Linked DNA regions of Mus musculus: region 2 is linked to region 1. The links are chromatin contacts, called in public Hi-C maps. All regions are on one chromosome and are shown on one strand. The core of a region is the stretch at or near the end of the contact, and the rest is flanking DNA. Distances in the headings are between cores, read along the strand shown. Region 1 has its middle 130 kb from the start of Immp2l. Region 2 overlaps Immp2l (IMP2 inner mitochondrial membrane peptidase-like (S. cerevisiae)).

What was found. A called contact is a pair of places that touch in the nucleus more often than the background predicts.
Region 2: a contact with region 1 is called in a Hi-C map of pancreatic cancer cells, with 2.2 times the contacts expected there. The contact joins two enhancer-like sites. A contact is called at or near these places in 1 of 15 datasets of contacts at CTCF or cohesin (pro-B cells), 4 of 484 Hi-C or Micro-C datasets (the C2C12 cell line, Sertoli cells, nephron progenitors and 1 more) and 3 of 115 datasets of contacts at active chromatin or transcription factors (embryonic stem cells and pancreatic cancer cells).

What each region holds. Positions count from the first base shown.
Region 1 is chr12:40,894,578-40,899,042 of GRCm38.p6, forward strand. No RefSeq gene overlaps it. Among named protein-coding and RNA genes, the nearest start is that of Immp2l, 130 kb to the right of the region's middle. Within about 2 kb of position 2,619, at least 25 of the 459 cell types and tissues checked have an H3K27ac peak or open chromatin away from gene starts, as enhancers often do. A contact at or near this core is called in pancreatic cancer cells, where this site is marked.
Region 2 is chr12:41,088,344-41,092,808 of GRCm38.p6, forward strand. All of the region lies in intron 3 of Immp2l (IMP2 inner mitochondrial membrane peptidase-like (S. cerevisiae)), which reads left to right. Among named protein-coding and RNA genes, the nearest start is that of Immp2l, 66 kb to the left of the region's middle. Within about 2 kb of position 2,603, at least 39 of the 459 cell types and tissues checked have an H3K27ac peak or open chromatin away from gene starts, as enhancers often do. A contact at or near this core is called in pancreatic cancer cells, where this site is marked.

The DNA.
Region 1 (4,465 bases), core at 1,369-3,868:
GTTTTTTTACAGCTCTAAAGGTGAGAAGCCCAAGATATCTAGGTTCCAGGGAGTCGGTGTCGTCTGAGACTTTTCCTCTTGGCTTGTAGGTTCCTGCTCTTCCCTGTGGTGTGGTCATGTAACCTGTGTGCTCAGGGAGTTTTGCTCTCTGCTCTTTTTCCTATAAGGGCAGCAATCCCCTTCAAAGGGCATCACTCCAAATGCCATCACACTGGAGACTAGGTTTGGACATCTGAATTATCTGGAGTGGGAAACCACAAATATTCCATTCACATTTCACCTCTTAATGAGAAAACAGTCAAGGACTCTGTGGCCAGATTTCAGACTACCAGTTGCCTGGCATTGCAACAGGCATGTGTGGCCCTCCCCTGTGGGAAACGGCAGGGCACCGACTGCAAGAGAACCTATAAACACCCTATCCCTTTACAATATCGAACTCAGGCTTGAGCTCTAGGATCTTCAGGGCATCGCTCCATCACGTTTTGTTGGAGACCTACACTGTTCTGCATGGAGAGCTCCAAGCCCTGAGTCAGGAGCGTGCTCAGCACGCCAATGTCACCCTCCAGCCCCAGAAAAGACTCCAGGAAAATGCCTCCCACAGTAGACTAGAAAAGGAAGAAATCTCAATCTCTCTCTCTCTCTCTCTTGATTAGTGGCTCATTCGGGCCGATCTCTTTTCTACACTCTCACAGGTGATGGTGTTATCTTTCTATGGAGACCAGCAAGAGGTGTTCCTCCTCCAACTTCTTCTAATGTTTCTTTGAACTTCCTTTAACACTTTACTTCAAAATCTATGAGTCTTCTACAAGTGCCTGGCCCTAAAAGCAATAAAACACATTTATCTTGCATCTAATAAATATTATAAAATTATTCTCTTTCCAGGCACGAGTTAATGTTTCAGTTACTAGGGCATGGTAGGGAGCACCTTTAATCCCAGGACTCAGGAGGAAGAGGCAAGCAGATGTCTGGGAGTTCAAGGCAAGCTTGATACACAAAAGTGAGTTTCAGGTCAGCGAGGGCTATAGAATCATATTCTGTTTCACACACACACACACACACACACACACACACACACACACACACGCCACTTAGAAGATAAACCAACCATGATTAATTGTGCTCATGGATTCTCTGGGGGGAGAAATTCAAATAGGGCACACATAGTAATATATCTTACCTCCTTCATTCTTGGACCTCAACTAAGAAGTTTTGAACAGGGACTGGAGAGATGGCTTAGCAGTTAAGATCACTAAATGCCCCTCCAGAGAATCTGGGTTTAATTCCAGTACCCATATGGCAACTTACAAACATTTGTAACTCTAGTTCCAAGGTGTCTGATGCCTTCTTCTGGCCTCTTTGGGCACCATGCACACTAGTGCTACACAGGCATACATGCAGGTGAAACACCCATACACATATAATAGAACTTAAAAAAGAAAGGAAGCTTTGAGCAGTGGAGCTGAGGATATAACTCAAAGACTAAGTCACCTGATGCTTCATCAATCATACCAGGTTCATTTGTTAGGTATCTGGGAGCTGGTCTTGACCAGGAGTGTCTGCAGGCAAACTTGTGTGAGTCTTTCCAGCATGGAGACTTCTTGAAGGCTGAGTTTCTACATGGTAACTCCAGCTGCCAAGAACAGAATGAGTATCCCAGCAAGCAAGCTGCATTGTCTTTCGTGTCCTAGCATTATAGGCTGTTTCTTTATTAAATTATTTATTTATTCACTTAACATTCCAGTATCAGCCCCCTTTCCAGTGTATACACACACACACACACACACACACACACACACACACACACCCCTGCTCATCAAGTCACTGCAGGACTAGGAGTATCCTCTCTCACTGAAGCTAGACAAGGTGGCCCAGGTAGGGGAATGGGATCCATAAGCAGATAACAGATTCAGGGTCAGCTCCTGTTCCAGTTGTTGGGGGACTTGTATGAAAACCAAGCTGCACTTCTGCTAAGTACGCAGAAGGGGCCTGGGTCCAACCTATGGTCTCTTTGGTTGGCCGTCCAGTCTCTGGGAGCCACCAAAGTTTCAGGTTAGTTGACTGTGTTGGTCTTCTTGTGGAGTCCCTATCTTCAAGTCCCTCAATTTTTCTCCCAACTCTTCTACAAGACTCCCAGAGCTCCATCTAATATTTGGCTGTGAGTCTGTGCATCTGTTTCCATTGGCTGTTGGGAGGAAGGAGTCTTGTCTGCAAGCATAACAGTATCATCAAGAGTGTTAGGGATTGGTTCTTGCCCATGGGCTGGGTCTTAGTTTAGAGGAGTCATTGGTTGGCCACTATCTTTGTTTCTGCTTTGTCTTTGTCCCTGCACATCCTGAAAATAGGCAGAGCACATTTTGGGTCAAAGGCATAGGACATTTTATGTCACTTCTGCTGAGCTCTAGTGTCCAAAACTTTTGAAAACTTTGAAAAACTGCCCCAAACTCTCAATGAGAACAGTATCAGAGACTTTGAGGTCAACAATCACTTGTCATCAAGTTTGCCATGTTGAAAGATGGAAGCCTTCTGAAGTTTCTTTACTTAAATAGCACACACATACTTCTATCTTGAATCACAGTATTTATTTAAAGTATATTCAACTCTAATGAGTGGAGTAAGACCAGTTTGGAATTCCAAGTGAACAATAAGTATCAGCCTGTGGCTGGGGAGACAGATCAAACACCTTTAAGAAGCTGCTGAAATTACATCTTGACTCAACATTAACCTCAATAAAAATGATATATTACTTGGGGAACAATTGTATTTAACCTCATGAAGTAAGATCAATGCAATTAAAATGACGATTCTCTTGAGGCTGCCATGTGACTTGTGCTCTCTCTTTTCATGTGCTTAGAGTTGGGATACTTGAGCAGAGAAAAACTCTCAAAGCACTGTCTGTAATTTGGACCAGATGAATTGATTGCCAGAATCCACTTCTTTTTTTCAAACGAAGAATCAGTATGCAAATGCTAAGCATAGAATATTCTAGGTATGTGTTACTCCTGTGGATGCAAAAGGTCACAGAACTTCCTTCTCTTAAATTATGTTTTAGAGTTTGGGGTTGGGAAAAAAAAAAAACAGCTGCAGAGAATTTTAATTATAATTTTACTATGTACATATTTTTACTTTTTGAAGAAAGTGTATCTAGTACTTATCTGTTTAAAATTTTCTTTCAGGGAGAATTTTCAATGTCTTTCCTTTGTAGAACATTAGAAAGCATGGCCTTCTCAAAGCAGTTTATGTCTTCTGTAAACATCTATTTGGAGCCTGCTTTATTCTCTATAAAGGTAGAAGTTCAGTGAGAAAAATTTAAAAGCTATAGGTACATTTAAAAATACTCTTATTGCATTCTAACCAATGAGCTAAACAATGAAATTCTTAAGACAAACAATCTATGTTGTTTTTTGTTGTTACTTTTATTTTCGTTTTGTTTTGTTTTTAATTCTTAATGAGTCTTCAAACTTGGGAATTTTATCAGTGAAACTGAAAATGGGTTGTGTGGTCAATAGGAGCTGTTTGGTAAGCGGTAAACAATTTTAAAATTAGCAAGCATAAGCACAAAAGTTGATGAAATACTATACGTTCTATGAAACTTGTTTTTTTAATAGATTATAAAATCTAAGAATTTAGCTCATATAGCCCATCCTTTTATTAGTTTATCTGATTTCACCTCAAATATATAGTAATTCTGGATTTTGTAAGCAAGGGAAATTATATTTTTCGGCATCTTCACACAATTGGATTCAAAATTTAAAACTTAACTAGTGAAAAAAAAAAAAGAATGATCCCCCCACCTGCCCAAAAAAAAAAAAACCCAACCAAACCCAAAGCCATGAATAAAAAGAGGAAATCCAGGGCAGGCCTGTGCTAGCTAGAAAATGACTGAGCACATGAGTGGTTCCAGAAAGCTAGCTTCAGGCGAGGCAAAGACTTCCTGCTCCAGGGCCCAGGGGAGCCATTTCTAATTAATCACCTTCTCCTGCCAAGTCCCCGAGCATCCTCCAGTGCTGAGCCCCATGCAGCTTTTGCTTACTGTTTGGCACTGGCATGCAGATGAAAGCTGTCTGCCATCTCCAGTGAAATGGCCCTCCCGAGCCAACACTGAAGAGGAAGCCTTGGCATAACCAATGTGACTTTTCTTTTTTTTGTAAACAAGGTGTGCAGCAAATAAGATTTTCGAAGCAAAGTTGCCCTGATACTGAGCCATGATGCAAACTACTGAGGGCATTCCAGCAGGCTTCCAGAGGCAGTGCTGAGTAGGGGTGAGCAGCCAGGCTATGGAGTCTCCACTTGCTGCTGTAACATTCAAGATCTTTACACCTATCGAATAGGGAGGGTGGTAATGGTTTCTCAAGGTTGGTATGAAGATTAATGGAGATAACACATGAAAAGCGGGTGACTGCTCACTGTCGGGTCCAGATCCCAGTCGTGTGATTTAGAGTCCACTTAAGAGAAGATTCTTGAGCAC
Region 2 (4,465 bases), core at 1,353-3,852, 190 kb after region 1:
CATAAACTTTTTTAGTTAGATGCAAGAGAGTCTAACACCCTCAAGACATTGAGTCACCACAACCTGGTACTTCTAAAAGAGAAATATTTTGAAAAATTATTGATAGTTTTGGACTGGCTGTCATGAACCCAAATTAATAGGACATCTATGAAGTTTTAAGGGAGTTAAATTATCTTGTATTAAAAGGAACAGTCAGTTTAAAAGGGGGCCTATGGTCTCTGATATATTATGATAAAACCATTTCTTTTTTTTTTTCCATTTTTATTAGGTATTTAGCTCATTTACATTTCCAATGCTATACCAAAAGTCCCCCATACCCACCCACCCCCACTCCCCTACCCACCCACTCCCCCTTTTTGGCCCTGGCGTTCCCCTGTACTGGGGCATACAAAGTTTACGTGTCCAATGGGCCTCTCTTTCCAGTGATGGCTGACTAGGCCATCTTTTGATTCACATGCAGCTAGAGTCAAGAGCTCCGGGGTACTGGTTAGTTCATAATGTTGTTCCACCTATAGGGTTGCAGATCCCTTTAGCTCCTTGGGTTCTTTCTCTAGCTCCTCCATTGGGGGCAATGTGATCCATCCAATAGCTGACTGTGAGCATCCACTTCTGTGTTTGCTAGGCCCTGGCATAGTCTCACAAGAGATAGCTACATCTGGGTCCTTTCAATAAAATCTTGCTAGGGTATGCAATGGTGTCAGCGTTTGGATGCTGATTATGGGGTGGATCCCTGGATATGGCAGTCTCTACATGGTCCATCCTTTCATCTCAGCTCCAAACTTTGTCTCTGTAACTCCTTCCATGGGTGTTTTGTTCCCAATTCTAAGGAGGGGCATAGTGTCCACACTTCAGTCTTCATTCTTCTTGAGTTTCATGTGTTTAGCAAATTGTATCTTATATCTTGGGAATCCTAGGTTTGGGGCTAATATCCACTTATCAGTGAGTACATATTGTGTGAGTTCCTTTGTGAATGTGTTACCTCACTCAGGATGATGCCCTCCAGGTCCATCCATTTGGCTAGGAATTTCATAAATTCATTCTTTTTAATAGCTGAGTAGTACTCCATTGTGTAGATGTACCACATTTTCTGTATCCATTCCTCTGTTGAGGGGCATCTGGGTTCTTTCCAGCTTCTGGCTATTATAAATAAGGCTGCTATGAACATAGTGGAGCATGTGTCCTTCTTACCAGTTGGGGCATCTTCTGGATATATGCCCAGGAGAGGTATTGCTGGATCCTCCGGTAGTACTATGTCCAATTTTCTGAGGAAACAGTCAGTTTAAAAGGGGGCCTATGGTCTCTGATATATTATGATAAAACCATTTCTTAAACAAAAAAAAAAAAAAAAAAAAAGAATGTGGTCTCCTAGTCAAAAGCCCAGGGGTGGGCCAGGAGCTAGCTATATGTGGTGGAGTCATTCCAGGAAGAGGTACATTCTTTGCATAGGAGGCCTATATATGTACAGTGCTGGATTTTGTGAACAAATAACTTCTCTTGTTTCTTCCACTGTTTTTTTTTTTTATTTTTTAGAAAAGATGTTTGTGTTTTTATGTCATGAGTTTCAGTTTCTAAATGAATCAAACCCAAGCCATAGCCTGGAATTTTTACCTTTACCCTGATGCCTATTGCAGAAAAAGAACTTTGCTCCTCTATCAAAGACTCAGACTTAGGGATTCTTTGAAACCGCTGCAGGTGGGAGGGCTATGATTCATCAGATCCAGAGAGCAGAGTGCTGGTAGATTGCTATGTTACCATCCTTCCCGTTGCCCTAAACCCTCTGATTCATGTTCCTTGGTATACAGGCTCTGTGCAGTCTCCCCCACACTTTTTCTTGGCTTGGCCAATTGATCTCCTTTAGCAGATAGAATGGCAAACTGGGGCTTGATGGATGCCTGCAGGAGAGACCGGTCCGCTGCAGCTGTCTGAGTCACTCAGCTAGGCCAGTGCACATGGGATTGCGGAATTGTGGGCCAATGGTTCTTCTTTAATGTTTTGGAGTGCTTTGTTTTGTAGCAATAGGATGAGTAATATAAGGCCTATAGTTCTTTTGTTCTTTCTCATCTGCTGCAAAGCTTAACAATTCATTTTAATAAGCAGCTTGTTTCCAACACAGTTCAACCCCTTAATAATGCTAGGTTGGCTCTATGCAATTTAAGGGAGCCACAAATCAAAATTTCTATTGATATCCCTTGAAGCTGGAGTTAAAAATTTTACTTTTATATAAAGCAGTTTCAAATTCAACAAAAGGAAACAAAGGCTCTAAAATCTGTTTTTCTTTCTTTCTTTCTTTCTCTCTTTCTTTCTTTCTTTCTTTCTTTCACTCACCTTTATTTGATTAACCTTTAATTGATACTATATGGACACAAAGTTTCTGGGAAGCTACAGAATGTCTACAACTTTACAGGTAGCCTTCTGAATAAATTGTTAACACTATTGTACACATTATGGAAGTAAGCATTTTGGAGTGTTTCACTTCTGGCACAGTTATCTAAAGGACCTTTTCAGGGCCTGGAGAGATGGCTTAGTGGTTAAGAGCTCCAGTTGCTCTTCCAGAGGACACTGGGTTTGATTCCCAGTAGTCCTAGGGAACCTCTCGACCATCTGTAACTCCAGTTAGGCAATCCTTCTGGCTTCTCCAGCAAGCACGAGGCATGCACATGGTGCACAGATAGACATGCAGGCAAAACACTCATACACATTAAAAGCAGAGCTTTTCAAATACCTTACTATTTGAAATCATTCTCTTCTTTTTGTTACTTTTTTTGTTTACCTTTTTCTGAACACTTATATGTCAAGGAGTATGTATGATAGAGAAAGTGGTTTCTTCTTTGCATGAAAGAAAAGCCTTACATTGCATTGGGCTTTTATTACACACAAAATATTATATAACTTATTAATGTATAAAATAAATACTTATATAAATTTTAAATTTCATTAATTTTACATGATTTATCACTTGTCATGAATAATTGGAACTGTAAACCAGAATATTTACCCTGGACTTTTAGCTATGAAATAACACACATGTATTTAAAAAACAGATTGACTTTTATTATTTGTAAAGTGTGCATAGTTGTGTGCATGTGTTATGTGCAGGTGAATGTAATTGCCCACAGAGGTCCCAGGCATCAAAGCCCTTACAGTTTTGAGCTGCCTGGCCTGGGTGCTGGGTAACTTTTGTCCTCAACAAGAACACCGACTTCTAACCTCTGACCCAGTTCTCCAGTCCCATAAATAGAGTTTCATAGTTATTAAATCATAGACAAAGCCAGAGTTGAACTCTTTTTTTAAATTTAAATTATTTTATTTATTTATATTGCAGTCGTTTCCCACCTCAGTCCCCCTTCCCACAGTTCCTCATCCCATTCCTCCTCCCCCTTGTCTCTGAGAGGGTGCTCTCCACCATCAGGCCTTTGCCTTCCCTGGGACCTCAAGGCTCTCAAGGATTAAGTGAATCTTCTCCCACTGAGGCCAGACAAGCCAGACATATGCTACATATGTGCTAGGGGCCTCAGGATGGCTGTCCTCTGAGAGGTCCTACTAGCAGCTGTCTGAGAATACTTACATCCAACCATTGGACTGAAGTTGGGGAACCCATATGGTTGAATTAGGGGAAGGATTGAAGAAGCTGAAAGGGAGAGTGACCCCAGAGGAAGAACAGCAGTCTCGACTTACCCAGACCCCAGAGTTGAACTCTTGCAGTCAAGTTGCAGGGAAGAGAATTGAGGGGCTGGCTAAACAATAAAAGACAGTTAAAAAGGAAGATAAACTTTAGAAGTATATAAGAAAAGGATATAAAATCCACTGGTTCACCCCTTAGAGACAACTTATTTCTTGTTCTTCATTAAATATTATGTATTGATGCTAGAAACTTAGAAATGATAGAAAAAACACACACCAAAAATCTATTCCACTCTCCAGAGTTAGTTCTTTTGTTTTTCTACCTAGGAGTAGTTAAAAGCATTGCTTGCTAACAGTATTCTAGTCATTGCAGTAGAGTAGCAATTTAACATCTCTCGGCTGTATGATGAAGGTACTGCTTTACCATTGGGGACACAGGACAGAGAGTAAATACTTCACTGACAACTCCACAGATTGAAGCTACAGCCTCAGAGCTCAAAACTGGCCTTCTGAGCGGTTGTAAAGTTTCTGCTTCTCTCCATCCCTTCTCTCTCTTCTTCTATTGACTCTGCCTTCCTTGCCTCTTCTCCCATTCTCTCTGTTTGCCCTCCTCTTCCTTTTTCTAAGTCGAATCATACCAACTTGTTTATTTAATCACAGTTTGCCTTTTATCTGCCGATTTCTTTGTTTTTGTTTTGTTTTGTTTTGTTTTTCTGTAGTGGGACTTCTAATTAGTTTTTGTATCCATATGTCACATAATTTAACAACTATTAAATGATAGCTTAATCATCTGGCAGGCGGCAGCTTGTTTCTGTCCATGCTCTTCCTTCTGATCTCTTGCTAC